Regions from separate parts of the Mus musculus genome. Here all the other regions are linked to region 2. A link is a contact called in public promoter capture Hi-C data. All regions are on one chromosome and are shown on one strand. The core of a region is the stretch at or near the end of the contact, and the rest is flanking DNA. Distances in the headings are between cores, read along the strand shown. Region 1 holds the start of Lpin2 (lipin 2). Region 2 holds the start of Vapa (vesicle-associated membrane protein, associated protein A). Region 3 holds the start of Myl12b (myosin, light chain 12B, regulatory).

Region 1 (4,104 bases), core at 1,117-3,616, 5.6 Mb before region 2:
GATGGTTGTGAACCACTATGTGGTTGCTGGGAATTGAACTCAGGACCTCTGGAAGAGCAGTCAATGCTCTTAACTACAGAGCCATCTCTCCAGCCCCCATTCCAATGTTTTAATGAGACATTGTTTACACTGGATTCTGACAACTGAAGGCCCGACTACAAAGCTATAAGCTATTTTGCCATGAAGGTGACAGGTCCTAGGACCCTGAACCTAAGCCAAAAGTATTAATTTACTTAGCAATGAAGGGAGTCAGACACAGCTAAAGCAAAGTTGCAAATCAACTCCTGCAACCCTGCTGACCAGCTGATTGAGAGGGTACACTTCCTACAGCCCCACCCCTAAACAAAGTGACAACAGGCCCTGGGGACAGACAGAGGATTTCAAAGACAAGACACATAGGCTTAACTTAGACTTAAGATCTTGCCCACAGGCTGCTGAACACCTAAGGGAGGCACCAGTGCACCTCCCAGCAAGAAGGGTTCCAACTCATTGTCCCACTTCTGAAGTATATTATGCACACCATCAGAGAGGATAGCTGCAGTGACCTATACTATATTTAAGTCCAATATTAATATTTAAACACAACAAAATGTCCACCGTAATGTTCACTGGCCTAACCTTTGACCACCTCTGACCCGTGATAGCACCAAGATTATCCCATCCAAGGCATACCATACAAGAAAATTTGATGATTTCATTTCATTCCACTGGCTCCCAGTGACCTACAAGGACAAACTGCTTGCAGCTTCTTCTCTTCACTCAAGAAGCCCCAACCAAAGCTCTTCTAAAAGCCAGCCTCTGTGCTTAGTAATAAACAGCTATTGGAGTCTTGCCTGCGGGGATCCTGTGCCCAGTGCAGGGGATAGTCCAGTCAGTAAACCAAAACGCACAAGGCTAAGCAAGGAGAACAAGCATACAGCCATTCAAGAAACAAAGCTCCGACCTTTATCCCTTTATCTGCTTAACTGCACTTGGCGTTCAAGGGTTTTCAAATGCTCCCATTTCCAGAGCCTCTTAAGCATACAGCTGCTCTGCCGAATCTCAATTTTGCCACAAACGCGAAAGTAGACCCAGCCATTTCATTTCTAGCATGCTACAGCTATTCTGCTACTACCTCGAACTTGAAGATCGCTGGGGCCGATAAACCACAATCAAGAACACATTTAACTAGGAGGAAGCCCGTAGGAGGCTACCCACGGGCAATGTGAGAGGGCACACCGGGCAGGGCAGCCCAACGAGGGCTAAAACACCTGTTTCCTCCCACACTTGGTGGCTGGCTGGGTTGCTAACCCAGTCTAGCAATACCTGCCACGATTCGTAGTTTTAAGCCAGTGAAAGCAATCAATGTCGGATCAACACAGACACTAACCGGCAAATGATCCCAAAATAGATTTCAAAATTCAACTTGTGTTATCATAACGTTTTAAATTAGTGAGGCGAGGTTCGGTACCAACTTAACCAGCATCCCTACTGCTGGGCAAATGAGCTTCAGCGCCATGCAAGAGCCTCAGTTTCCATTTTTAATTTTTTTTTAAGTCTCAAAGATGCATTAAAATAAGTGTGTGGCCGCTTGTTCAGTAATCCCTCAGTGCCTCTCCAAGTATCCTGCGTTCCAGTACTTTCTGAAAGCGAGGGCGATCTTCCTAGTCTTGTTCTGCATAATTATGGCTCCGAAACGCCATCCTAAATTTGAATGAAAATAATTTTCTTAGGCTGGGGTGGATCCGCGGCGCTCAAAACTGGGCCTCAGAGCTCCGGTTCCCACAGCCGACAGAACCTTCCAGGGCCCCGGGGGTCGCCGGCAACAGGCTACTCACATCTAAACCAGGTCCGCGGCCTGCAGGAGGCGGCGGCGACGGCGACGGCGGCGGCGGGCAAGCCAACGGCCTGAGGGAATAACTGCACCTCGCCAGTCCCGGCCGGGGGATGACCGCGACCGCGCGCCGGCGTCCGCTCCCCTCCCCCAGGCCCGGGGCTGCGGTCCCCGGGCGCGCCGCCCGCGGCTCGGAGGACCGCTGCCGACGTGAGGGTCTCCGCAGACGCCCGCGCGTCCTCAGGCGGCGCGGCCGCGGCTACGTGGCCCACGCGAGGCGAGGCCGCGAGCGGGGACGCGGCCCCCCGGGAAGCCCCGGCGCTGTCTCCGGCCCGCTTACCTGCGGCACCGCGCGCGGCTCTCACTCGGCGGACTGTTGTGCAGCCCCGCAGGGATGCCCCAAGAAGCGGGGGAGCAGGGGGCGGGGCCGCCGCCTCCGAAGCCGCGGGCTACAGCGGAGCCCGCCGGGCCTCATGAATGGGACGCGGCGGCGGCAGCAGCGGCGGCGGCGGCCGAGCTGGCGGTAGACTGCGCGCACGCCCCGCCCCGGCCCGGCCACGTGACGCGAGCTCCGCCCCCGCCGGCCGCGCGCCTGGAGCCCTGGGCCCCTCCGGGGAGAGAGCAGCTCGACGCCGGCGCCGGCCTCAGAAGGGCGCTTTAAAAAAAAGTTTCCTCCGGTCCCCATGGCAACCTTGCGGCGCTGCGTCGGGCTTCAGAGTCCAGCTACCAAAAAAGAGTGCAAACGGTCTGCTGCATAATGGTGTCCCCGCGTAACGCGAGTGCACCATCATGGGATCACTGCAGAACCCGTATCTTTCCTTATTTACCCTTGGAGCTCGGTGATAACACCGCCTACTTAAAAAGTGCACTTTAACGGCTGCAGCTGCGAGTGTTAGTGACGGCGGCTGTTTTTCGTCTTGTATATCTGCAGCTGGTTCTTTCGATGGAAGGCCATGGCATCACTTCTAAATGCTTGTTAATTTCTTCGTGCTCACCGCGAGCATGAACAGTGTGACACAGTCTTCCGGCCGCTGAGCCATGCATTTATACAAACTCTCTCCGGTATGGGCCTGGGCACAGCAGTTTCTTTGCAACAATGAAGCGCGGTGAGCATAGTCTGTGCTGGGACCCGGGAAACCTTTCGTTTCCCTGCCTAAGTACCGCCGTGTGGAATTCAACCAGATTGCCTCAGTAGTTACCAAGGTCCACAGAGACACCCAAACCTACTGGGATTTTTCACTTCAGCGTGGCTCTTCATCTGATCTACCAGTGAAAGAAATGTTTTCAAGGTTGAAAGTTTCCCGTAAATGCTCGAGAAATACTACTCCTCCGCTGTGGGGAAGTGCAATTAAACCCAGAGAACCCAGTCCTCAATCCCCAAGTCAATGCACTGGGAACAGCTACACCTTCATTCCCATTGGGAGCCCAATGTAGCTTGCAGCCCAGACTGTAGAACACGCTGTTACTGTTTGTTCTCTAGCTTCTCATTCTTGACTTTTCCTGTTTCTCTCGGGATAGTTTCATTACCTCCTACCTTGGGAGGGAAATATTCTCACGCTTCCTTCCTCTCATCATGCAGAAAGCAGCAGACAACCCGCCCTTCCTCTGTCACCGCCCCCTCTGGGCTTTGACACCTTACTCAGAAGGATTGGTTCATGTTTATAGTATTTTCCTCATTCTCTAGTGGCTGCCTGCTTCATGCTACTACTGAGGCAGAAGAGGAACTAATTAAATATTTGTTGACTGTTCCTCGACTTCCCCCAGCTGATACCTGTAAAGTTGGGGCACACCCAACTCCCATCTGCTTCACTGCCCAGAGTCTTTCCTCACCTTCTGACCCTACCACCTTCCAGTTTCATGGCCAAGAACCTTCCCCCACCAATCATCGGTCTGCTAGTCTAGATGTATCTTTCATTTCAAAGAGAGAAGACCTTGTTGCCCCTAATGTAGTTTGGCCCGAGATGTTTTGACTCTAGAGTTGCAAGCTGTCTTGATGTTTTGTTTAAGAATATCTTTCTGTGTCCTTTCGGGGTTTCCCCACCGTGCACTGCAGCCTCTCCTTACAAGCCATGGAACGGCATATTCTTTTGTTTGTTTGTTTGTTTTTGTTTTTATTTTTAATAATTCTTATTTTTGAAATTAGGATATAATTACAGCATTTCACCTTCCTTTTCCTTCCTCCAACCCATCTCATGCATTCCTTGCTCTCGCTCATATTCATGGCCTCTATTTTTTCATTGCTTATACATACATTCATAGATATATAAATCAGCCTGCTCATAACATAAACA
Region 2 (4,140 bases), core at 143-2,642:
AAATCCATCTCGTTTGCATACAAGCTTGCTTTTGTCTTAAATGGATTTTTGGTCTGCTTCTTTTCAAAATTCATTTTTTAGGTTAGGATACAAAGTAAGCATTCAAAGAAAGAAAACAAACTTTTTTTTTTAAACGACCAATGTTTGCTTTATACCACTATTATATCCTATATACCTCGAGTGGCATGAAAGTTTTTCAGGTGTCGGGGCGGCAAGTTGAAAAAGTCTAATTAGCTGTATTCTAGACTGCTCATTTCGACATTTACTTCCAAGCAATCTAGAGTGCCTTTTCGTGGCAGAAGCATGAATATGTGCTTTGTTTCGCACGGAGCTTCCTAGAGATTTAAATTCAAGCAGCACCATAGGACACAATAAAGGTTTTTACAGCACATCCATTTGTTTTGTTTGCTCTTCCCGTCCCTGGATACCCTGGCAAGGGGCTGAATATCTGTCAGCAACTTGCTTGGCATTTTTTTTTTTTTTTCTCATTTGGTACAGGCTCTCCTAAGTGATACAGATAAAATTCGTCCCTAGCACGAGAATGTGGCAAACAGATTTGGGTATGAGTTTGAAGTGAACCACACTGTAGATACAGCACGTGAACTCCACGCTGTAGGAACAGAGATTTCGTTTCTACCCTTGTAGAGAAACTGTGCCTGGCACAGATTTCCCCTGGAACTCGTTCGCTTGTGAGCGAGATGTGTTTCCTTTGGCTGGGCAGGAGGGAGATGGGGAGGAGGCAGTCTTGGAACAGCAGGCAGAACGGAGCGCACGTTCGCTGAGGGCGGAAGGAATCCCCAGCAGACCAGAGGGACACGCCCTGCCGCTCTCCCAAAGGGCGGTCTCTCCTGGGATGCCTGGCTTCCAGGCAGCCTGCAAAAACCCTTCTCTTTTCCAGGGCAGACAAGACGCCCTCGGCGAGCCAAAAGCCGCGTCAGCGGCCCCACCCACTCGCCTCCAACGGACCCAGGTCGCCTTCCCGGTTCCCAGCAGCCACCGCGGAGGCGCCGCCCGCACAGGGCATGCTGGGAGTCGAGGTACCCGGCGCTTCATGACTCTCTTCCGTTCGGAATTCCACTTGGAACGCCGTGAGGTAGCGTCGTAGTCGGCGCTCCAGCCCCGCACTCGCAGCTCCAGGGCCCCAAGAACGACACCCCCTTCCCGGGGCGCCGTGCACCGCGTCTCCCCGCAAAGAGCCCCGCTCCGCCCCCCCGACCCTGCTCTACGGAGATTGACAGCGGCGCGGCGCCCGGAGCTGCGGCCAAGTCGGAGGTGCGCAGGCGCACTAGCTCAGCGTTGACCCCTCCCACCCCCCAGTTAGGCCCGGAGGGCGGGGCCAGCACGAGGGCTCCAGGCCGCGGGGGCGCGCACGTAGGCACGTAGGGCCCGTCACGTGGGGCGCCGAGGATCGCAGTGCGCGTGGCCGCGGCGGCTGGTGTGGGGTTGAGTCAGTTGTGACACCCGGAGCTGCTGAGCGGACAGGCTGCCCTCGGGACCCCCGCGGCCCGGCAGCAGGCGCGGAGCTTCGGGAATCGTGAGCCTGGCCCCGTCCTAGAGCTCCGCGGAGCCGGCGCCGCCACCGTCCCCTCGCCCCCGCCAGCGAACCGCCGCCGCGGGCGCGCCCCCGCTCTGCGCTGCGCTGTCTCCTATGGCGTCCGCCTCCGGGGCCATGGCGAAGCACGAGCAGATCCTGGTCCTCGACCCTCCTTCAGACCTCAAATTCAAAGGTAGGCTGGCTGGGACGCTCCGGAGCGGAGCTGAGGCTGGGGCTGGGGCTGGCGGGCGGCGGCGGGGTGGCCGGGCCGTGCTCCCCTCCCCCACGCCCCGGCCGAGCGTCGGAGCCGCGGCCCCGCTGCGTCCCTCGGCCCCGCGCCTCGCCGTCCGCCGCTGCCGGGCCGGGCCGGGCCGGGCTGGGCTGCGCTGCGGAGGGGAGGGGAGGGAGCCGCCGGGCGCCGCGGAGGGCTCCGCCGCCATCTTGCGGCCCCGCGGGGGCGCCGTGGGAGCCCGCCCGCGCCTTGCCCGCCGGCCCGCATGGCGTCCTTGCCCCAGGGGCGGCCGCGGCGCGGCGCGGTGCGGTCGGGCGGTGCGGGAGGGCGACTGGGAGCCGGAGCTCCCTAGTCGGCGGGCGCCAGTGGGCGCCGTTCGGCGGCTTTGGGCAGGCGCGGTCCGCCGCGGGCGAGGAGGCGTTCACGGTCGCGGCCTCGCCCGGAGTCTTTCCCGGTCAGGTGCGGGACTCTGGCTGAGCCGGGAGACCAGGCAGCAGAGTCTCTGGCTGGGACTGACCCCGCGTGTTGGCACGGCCCCCAGGCGCGCGGCAGAAAGCTGTGCGTCAGCTGGGGCATGCATGGTCAGAGGTTAATGGTAGTGGGTCCCTTGTGTCAGCTCGGATTGTCCCTAGGTACGGAGGACCCAGTCCTTGAGTGCACACTGTCTTTACTGAAGAATTCTTTCAGCGTTTGTGACCCGCTTACGCTTGCGGTTTCCCTGCGTATCCCGAGAAAGCTGCTAAGGTGCCACACAGCTCTGGAACTGTTGACTTTGGAGCATTGACTGTGATAGACAGTGGCTTGGTGATTCTTGTTCAGATCCAAGGCGGTTTGCCTTCTCAGTGTGTAGGAAACGAAACGTTACACAGAACAATTTACTTTATTTTAAGGAGAACCAAAAGAATGGAGCTAAAGAGAAAACGTGATCCTTCCTATCTTTAAATGTAAAGTGCCCCCCTCCCCCCCCCCCGAAAGTTAATACCTTGCGTTTTAATTTCAGGAACTGATGAAAACAATTTTCCTTAGGCGCACATCGATTCCAGTACTAAGAGAAAAAGTAAACCCATTAATAGTAGTGTAAGAGTTAGTCCAAATGAAAATAGCTGAATTGTCCTTGTGGGAACAATTTAAAATAGTTCCAGACACTTAAAGATTTTATATCTTAAATAGTTTTAGGGCTTATAAACATTGGGTATTCTGCTAGTCACATGCCCTGCAGGTGTTTCAGTACATTCACAAGTTTCTCTTTACTAGACAAGAACTTGATTGTGATTTTAAGGCAGCTCTAATATCTTTGGAATTGGGTCGTGAACCACACTTATAATCCCGGCATTCTGGAAGTCCAGAAACCATCCAAAGTTTGAAATCAACCCGGGCTACAAGGGAGACACTAGACAGTGTCTCAGAACCTCGGGTAGTGTGTATTTTCCTGCAGCAAATTTCTGTATTGCCTGATTGGTTTTTTTTGGGGGGGGGAGGGGGGGAGGGAGTGGGCGGGGTTTGCTGAGAAGTTCTTATAGTACTGTAGTAGCCATAGGTAATAGAAGCGATTTAATGAACATTTTTACGATATTTTGTGTGGTTTGCTTTTTCTCTTTTGACTGTAAGAGAAAATTATCTGTACCACATAGACATGTGTGAAAAGTCTTTTATGAGACAGGTTTTAAAAACGATTGGAAATACTACATTGTGCAGTATCCATATAGACCACTTATTTTTGATGTTAAATAATAACTGTGTTTATACAACAGACTATGTGTTACCAAAAAAATGATCCCAATACTACTGAAAAGGGCAGGTAAGTGGTACTTTGAGGGAGTAGCATGTCTGTGGAAGCTTTTAAGGGAAAAAGGCTCCTTTCAAGTTGCCTAGGGAAAGTTATGCAAATGGGAGTGGTTGGGTAAATCCTGAGGTGAGAAGATACATTGAGGTGAATAGACTTAAATGCCCAGTTGTTCAGAGACTTCTGGAAAGGTGGGTGAGATGGAAAGATAGGGAGGGAGAAATTCGAGAGGATTGGAGTAGGAGTTTGACATTTGGAGTTTGATGCTTTCCTCCTTAATGTTACTTTGTTAGTCAAAGATAATTTGGTACAATGGTAGCCTCTGAATTTAAATGCCCAGTTCTACACTAAGTAGGGGGATTTAGAATCCACAGTGCGCATGATCTTTTGGTTGACCATATCAATAATCACTTACCTGATCTTTACATGTGTTTAAGTGTAGGTTGTTTACACATCCCCTTTTGCAGAATTACTTGATGATCTGCTAGGTTTATTTGAATTATTTGGATTCACCATTGGTTTCTTCAGGAGTGACTCAGCCATTCTGAGATTAACAGTTTTCTTTTAATATGAATAATGACTTGATAAGTA
Region 3 (4,057 bases), core at 1,148-3,647, 5.4 Mb before region 2:
CCAGCTTCAAAGCCCCAGCAAAACACTACAGTGCGCAGCCACCCGCCTGTCTGCTTTACGGCAGCCTGCTCACCTGCTTTACGGTTGTTTATGTTGCCACTGGACTCCAGTGCCCAAAGGAAACCGCTTTCTACCAAATGTGAGGGGCTGAGACCAACAGGAAGTTTAGGAGTGGGTAGACACTGACTTAGAGAGCTTCAAGTACAGGCCTTGGAAAGTTATACACAAAGCTCGTTTTAGGAGGGACTAGGGAAGTATAGAGGAGCCTACTGGATTTGGAGTGCTCTGGCCTACTGGTGTTTTTTCCTCTTCCTCCCACTACCTCCCCTCCCCCAGGGCGCAGCCCTGGCTGTGCTGAGCCCTGAGCTGCTGCCACCCACCACCCAGCGAGACCTTTCTCAGCATTTCAAGTCCCAGTTTTGCTACAGCACGGCTTTAAAGCTACTTTTTTTTTTTTTTAATATATGTAAGTACACTGTAGCTGTCTTCAGACCAGAAGAGGGCGCCAGATCTCGTTGTGGATGGTTGTGAGCCACCATGTGGTTGCTGGGATTTGAACTCAGGACCTTCGGAAGAGCAGTTAGAGCTCTTAACCGCTGAGCCATCTCTCCAGTCCCCGAAGCTACTTATTCTTTGTTGACCTATTTATTCATTTATAAAATGAATTCATGCTGTTCATAATGGTCCCTTTATGATAAAAAGCAGCGTCTAGTCTATCTGGAGCTGGGTGTGGTTAACCAAACCCCACCTGGTACCCAAGTGGATCTGCGCCCGCCCTCATGTGGCCAGGTTGTTTTAAAATGTCATCTTCCTCATTTGAAATAGGAGCGCTTCCTTCGTTTGCTACAGAAATTGGAAATGTGGGAGAGGGGGGTGTTTATGTATGGAGCCGATTTGTGGTTCCCTGGAAAGAGGGGAAGCCTGGCCCTTACATGAGTGCTGGGACTTCAAACTTGAGTCCTCTTGTTTGCATAGCAAGTACTCTTAGCCACTGACCCACCTCCCTGTGCGCACTCTGGGTTTTTGAGAGGGACTTTTGCTGTGTTAAGTTTACCCGTTGGAATGCCAGGGTTAAAGGCCTGTGCCCACCACATCCTGCTCATTAACTGATTTTACATTGCCTAGGGTGAGGATCTAGGAAGTGGTGGTAGACTTATGTAACAAACCCTGAAAGTGCCATAACTTTATAAGAAACATAATTATTTAAGCAATGATTTTTGAGGACAAATAGGATCAAAGATACAGCATCAGTACCACCTGGCGCCTATTCTCCACCTCTGACCTACGCAATCCCAGACCCTGATTTTTTCAAGCGCATATTTAAAGCCACCCTCAATTTATTAGGATTATTATCTTATTTTACATTTTATCTACTAGTTTGGGGAGGAGGCTGCACATTCCCTGGTACCTGCATACGGGGCTCAAGGAACAAATTACAGGAATTGGTTGTTCTCTGTGGGCCCTGAGAAAATAACTCAGTCATGCGTGCTAACAGGCACTTTTACCTGCTGAGCCATCTTGCTGGCCCCTAAGTTGTATTTGTATTGTCTGGACTGCTGTGAAGTACACGGATACTCAGTGCTGGAGACCATAGTGTTCCTGCCTTGGAGGAATTTCTTTTGGAAGTGGGGTAGGAAGGGAGGTGGTTTTCTACGTGTAGCGTGGCTGTCCTGGAACTAAGCTCTGTAGACCAGGCTGGCCTTCAGCTCACAGAGATGCTGCCCCAGCCTTCTAAGTGCTGGAATCAAAGGTGTCGCCACCACCGTCTGACACGGAATTTCTGATCAGACTTCTAGAATATGACCTCCCGGCGGGGAGAAAGTAAAGGCCACTGGCTGGAGTGCAATTTCAAATAAGCGAGAACGTTTCTGGAGCCCACTGGAGAGTGCTCAGCCGCCGCCCTCTTCCGGATTACATTCCTTCTCTTGAGCATTGTTTATCTAAAACTCAGTTTAACCAGGCCAACTGCCCTCTGCTAAATCAGGCAACTTCGGGCTGCCCGCTGCAGGCGCCAGGGGACCCCCAAACCAGGGCGGCTCCCAGCCCACCCGGGTCAAATTCCAGCGCTGGCGCTCCGCCCTCGGCTCGGGAATGCGGAAGGGGCGCGGGACTTGCGCTGGGAGCCGGGGAGACCAGCAAGCCGGCGCGGCTGCGGCAGGAGGATGCCGTGCCAGTGAGCTGGGGAATATGTACTCGCGGCTACAGGGGCTGAGTTCGTCGGGTCGTGCAGCCAGGCTAGTTTCCGCCGCTGGCTGCCTGGGTCCTCCGGGTCTTCGAAACGCTTGCAGCAACCCCCTGCCACGGTTGGTCGCGCCGGGCTCGCCGGTGCTCCTTCCGCCCCGCCCCCGGGCCGGAAGTGCGGCGCCGCCACTGTCCCGCCCCAACCTCCGCTGGTCGCAGTCGCCGGTCGGATCCTCTCGGGTGTGCAGCATCAGGTCAGGTGAGTGGCTCTCGACCCCGCGGGGCATCTCCCGGGCCGCATCTGTCCCTAGTGCTGCGCAACCGCGCCTGGAGCCTGCGGGCGGCTGGACCATCGGCTGGTGGAGCGGAGGTGGCTCGGTTCGAGGCCCTACGCGGTTCCTGTGCTGGCGAACCCTGGCCGAACGAGGCCCCGGGACCGTGTGCACTGGGCCTGCGACATCCGATGACTGACACCTGGTGCCCGGCTGCCCGCACCTGCCGCGGCTGCAGGCTGCAGGCTGCAGGTCCAAGCTGTGTGTTAGCGCAACTGCGTGCATCTGTTCTAGACGCGTTGGGGGAGGAGAAGCCCGCTGGTGTATGGTTCCTGCCAGAGGAAACCAGGAACTGGTACTAGAGTTCCTGGTTAGCAAATGCTAAAATGGGCTGATTTGCATAAATCCTTACTGGGTCTTAGGTCTTGCAAAGATTTAGCTCATTGTTAGAGGACAATTCGAAGAAAGCTGGAAAGAATGGAGAACATATTGAGCCAGGGATCCAAGATGAACTGGTGGATCTCTGCTAGGAGGTACCGAGCAAAAAGCTCAAAAGATGAGCATCGTATTATGTGCACAAGAAGCGCGGGTGGTCAGCCGGAAGGGAGAAGAACAATAACTGAGTACTAGCTGGGAAAGAGGAAGGTAGTTAGGGTAGGGCTCTTGGATACACACGACCCCAGGCGAGACCCTATACAATAAAATAACGTAGTTAGTTAGCCAAGGTAGGCCTCTTTCTTTAGAGGTGTACTGAAAACTCGATGAGAAATGAAAAATTACGTAAGAGGATTTGGGGAGTCACCCACGACAAGGAAGTAACACGACAAAGGATGTTTAGGGAATCGGGTTGACAGCTTTTGTTCTAGAGATGGCTTGGCTGTAGTCCTGTGTGTTAGAGAAATATCACAGCATTTTCTCCTTCAATAAACCCTTAAGTGAGGTGATGTCATTTGCCTGGGAACATCACTTCAGGAATTCATATGATGCCACCAGGGTTTTTCTATCCACTTGCTCCTCACTCTGTCTCTCTGTCTCTGTTTCTCTCTCTGTCTCTCTCTGTCTCTCTCTCTCTCACACACACACACACACACACACACACACACACACAAAGGCACCTGTTCACTGAGCTGCAGCTTATGAAGGACAGATCCCTGGGTGATAATGGTTGGCCAAAGTTAGGAAAGCCAGGGATGGGACCGATATCCCCATTCCCCCAAGGTTGAATGATACAGTTGTGTAGGGATGGCTTTCATCTGCCCCGGTTACCAGCGTCTTTGATTCTTCTGTGACAAGTTTAACATGGCGGGCGAAGCAGGTTTCCCTTCCTCCCTCTGAAGTTCCCCTTACCTGGCACAAGCACAGGAGAAAAGGGTATCAGAACTCACTATGTGCAAAGGAGGAGGACAGGTAAACAAATGAGCCTCAAAGCTTGCTACCGCCGGGCGGTGGTGGCGCACACCTTTAATCCCAGCACTTGGGAGGCAGAGGCAGGCGGATTTCTGAGTTCGAGGCCAGCTTGGTCTACAAGTGAGTTCCAGGACAGCCAGGGCTATAGAGAAACCCTGTCTCGAAAAAACCAAACAAACAAACCAAAAAAAGACTAC

The links. Promoter capture Hi-C pulls out the DNA fragments that hold promoters and counts their contacts.
Region 1: a contact with region 2 is called in a promoter capture Hi-C map of pre-B cells, with 2.5 times the contacts expected there. The contact joins the promoter of Lpin2 here to the promoter of Vapa in region 2. A contact is called at or near these places in 1 of 39 promoter capture datasets (pre-B cells) and 1 of 484 Hi-C or Micro-C datasets (CD4 T cells).
Region 3: a promoter capture Hi-C map of pre-B cells shows a contact between it and region 2, with 2.6 times the contacts expected there. The contact joins the promoter of Myl12b here to the promoter of Vapa in region 2. A contact is called at or near these places in 2 of 39 promoter capture datasets (liver and pre-B cells) and 1 of 484 Hi-C or Micro-C datasets (regulatory T cells).

What each region holds. Positions count from the first base shown.
Region 1 is chr17:71,181,794-71,185,897 of GRCm38.p6, reverse strand. It overlaps Lpin2 (lipin 2), which reads right to left and starts at 2,366. Exons shown (of 20, transcript NM_001357791.1): 1 at 2,154-2,366.
Region 2 is chr17:65,610,807-65,614,946 of GRCm38.p6, reverse strand. It overlaps Vapa (vesicle-associated membrane protein, associated protein A), which reads left to right and starts at 1,392. Exons shown (of 6, transcript NM_013933.3): 1 at 1,392-1,727. The coding sequence starts at 1,649.
Region 3 is chr17:70,988,856-70,992,912 of GRCm38.p6, reverse strand. It overlaps Myl12b (myosin, light chain 12B, regulatory), which reads left to right and starts at 2,397. Exons shown (of 4, transcript NM_023402.2): 1 at 2,397-2,440.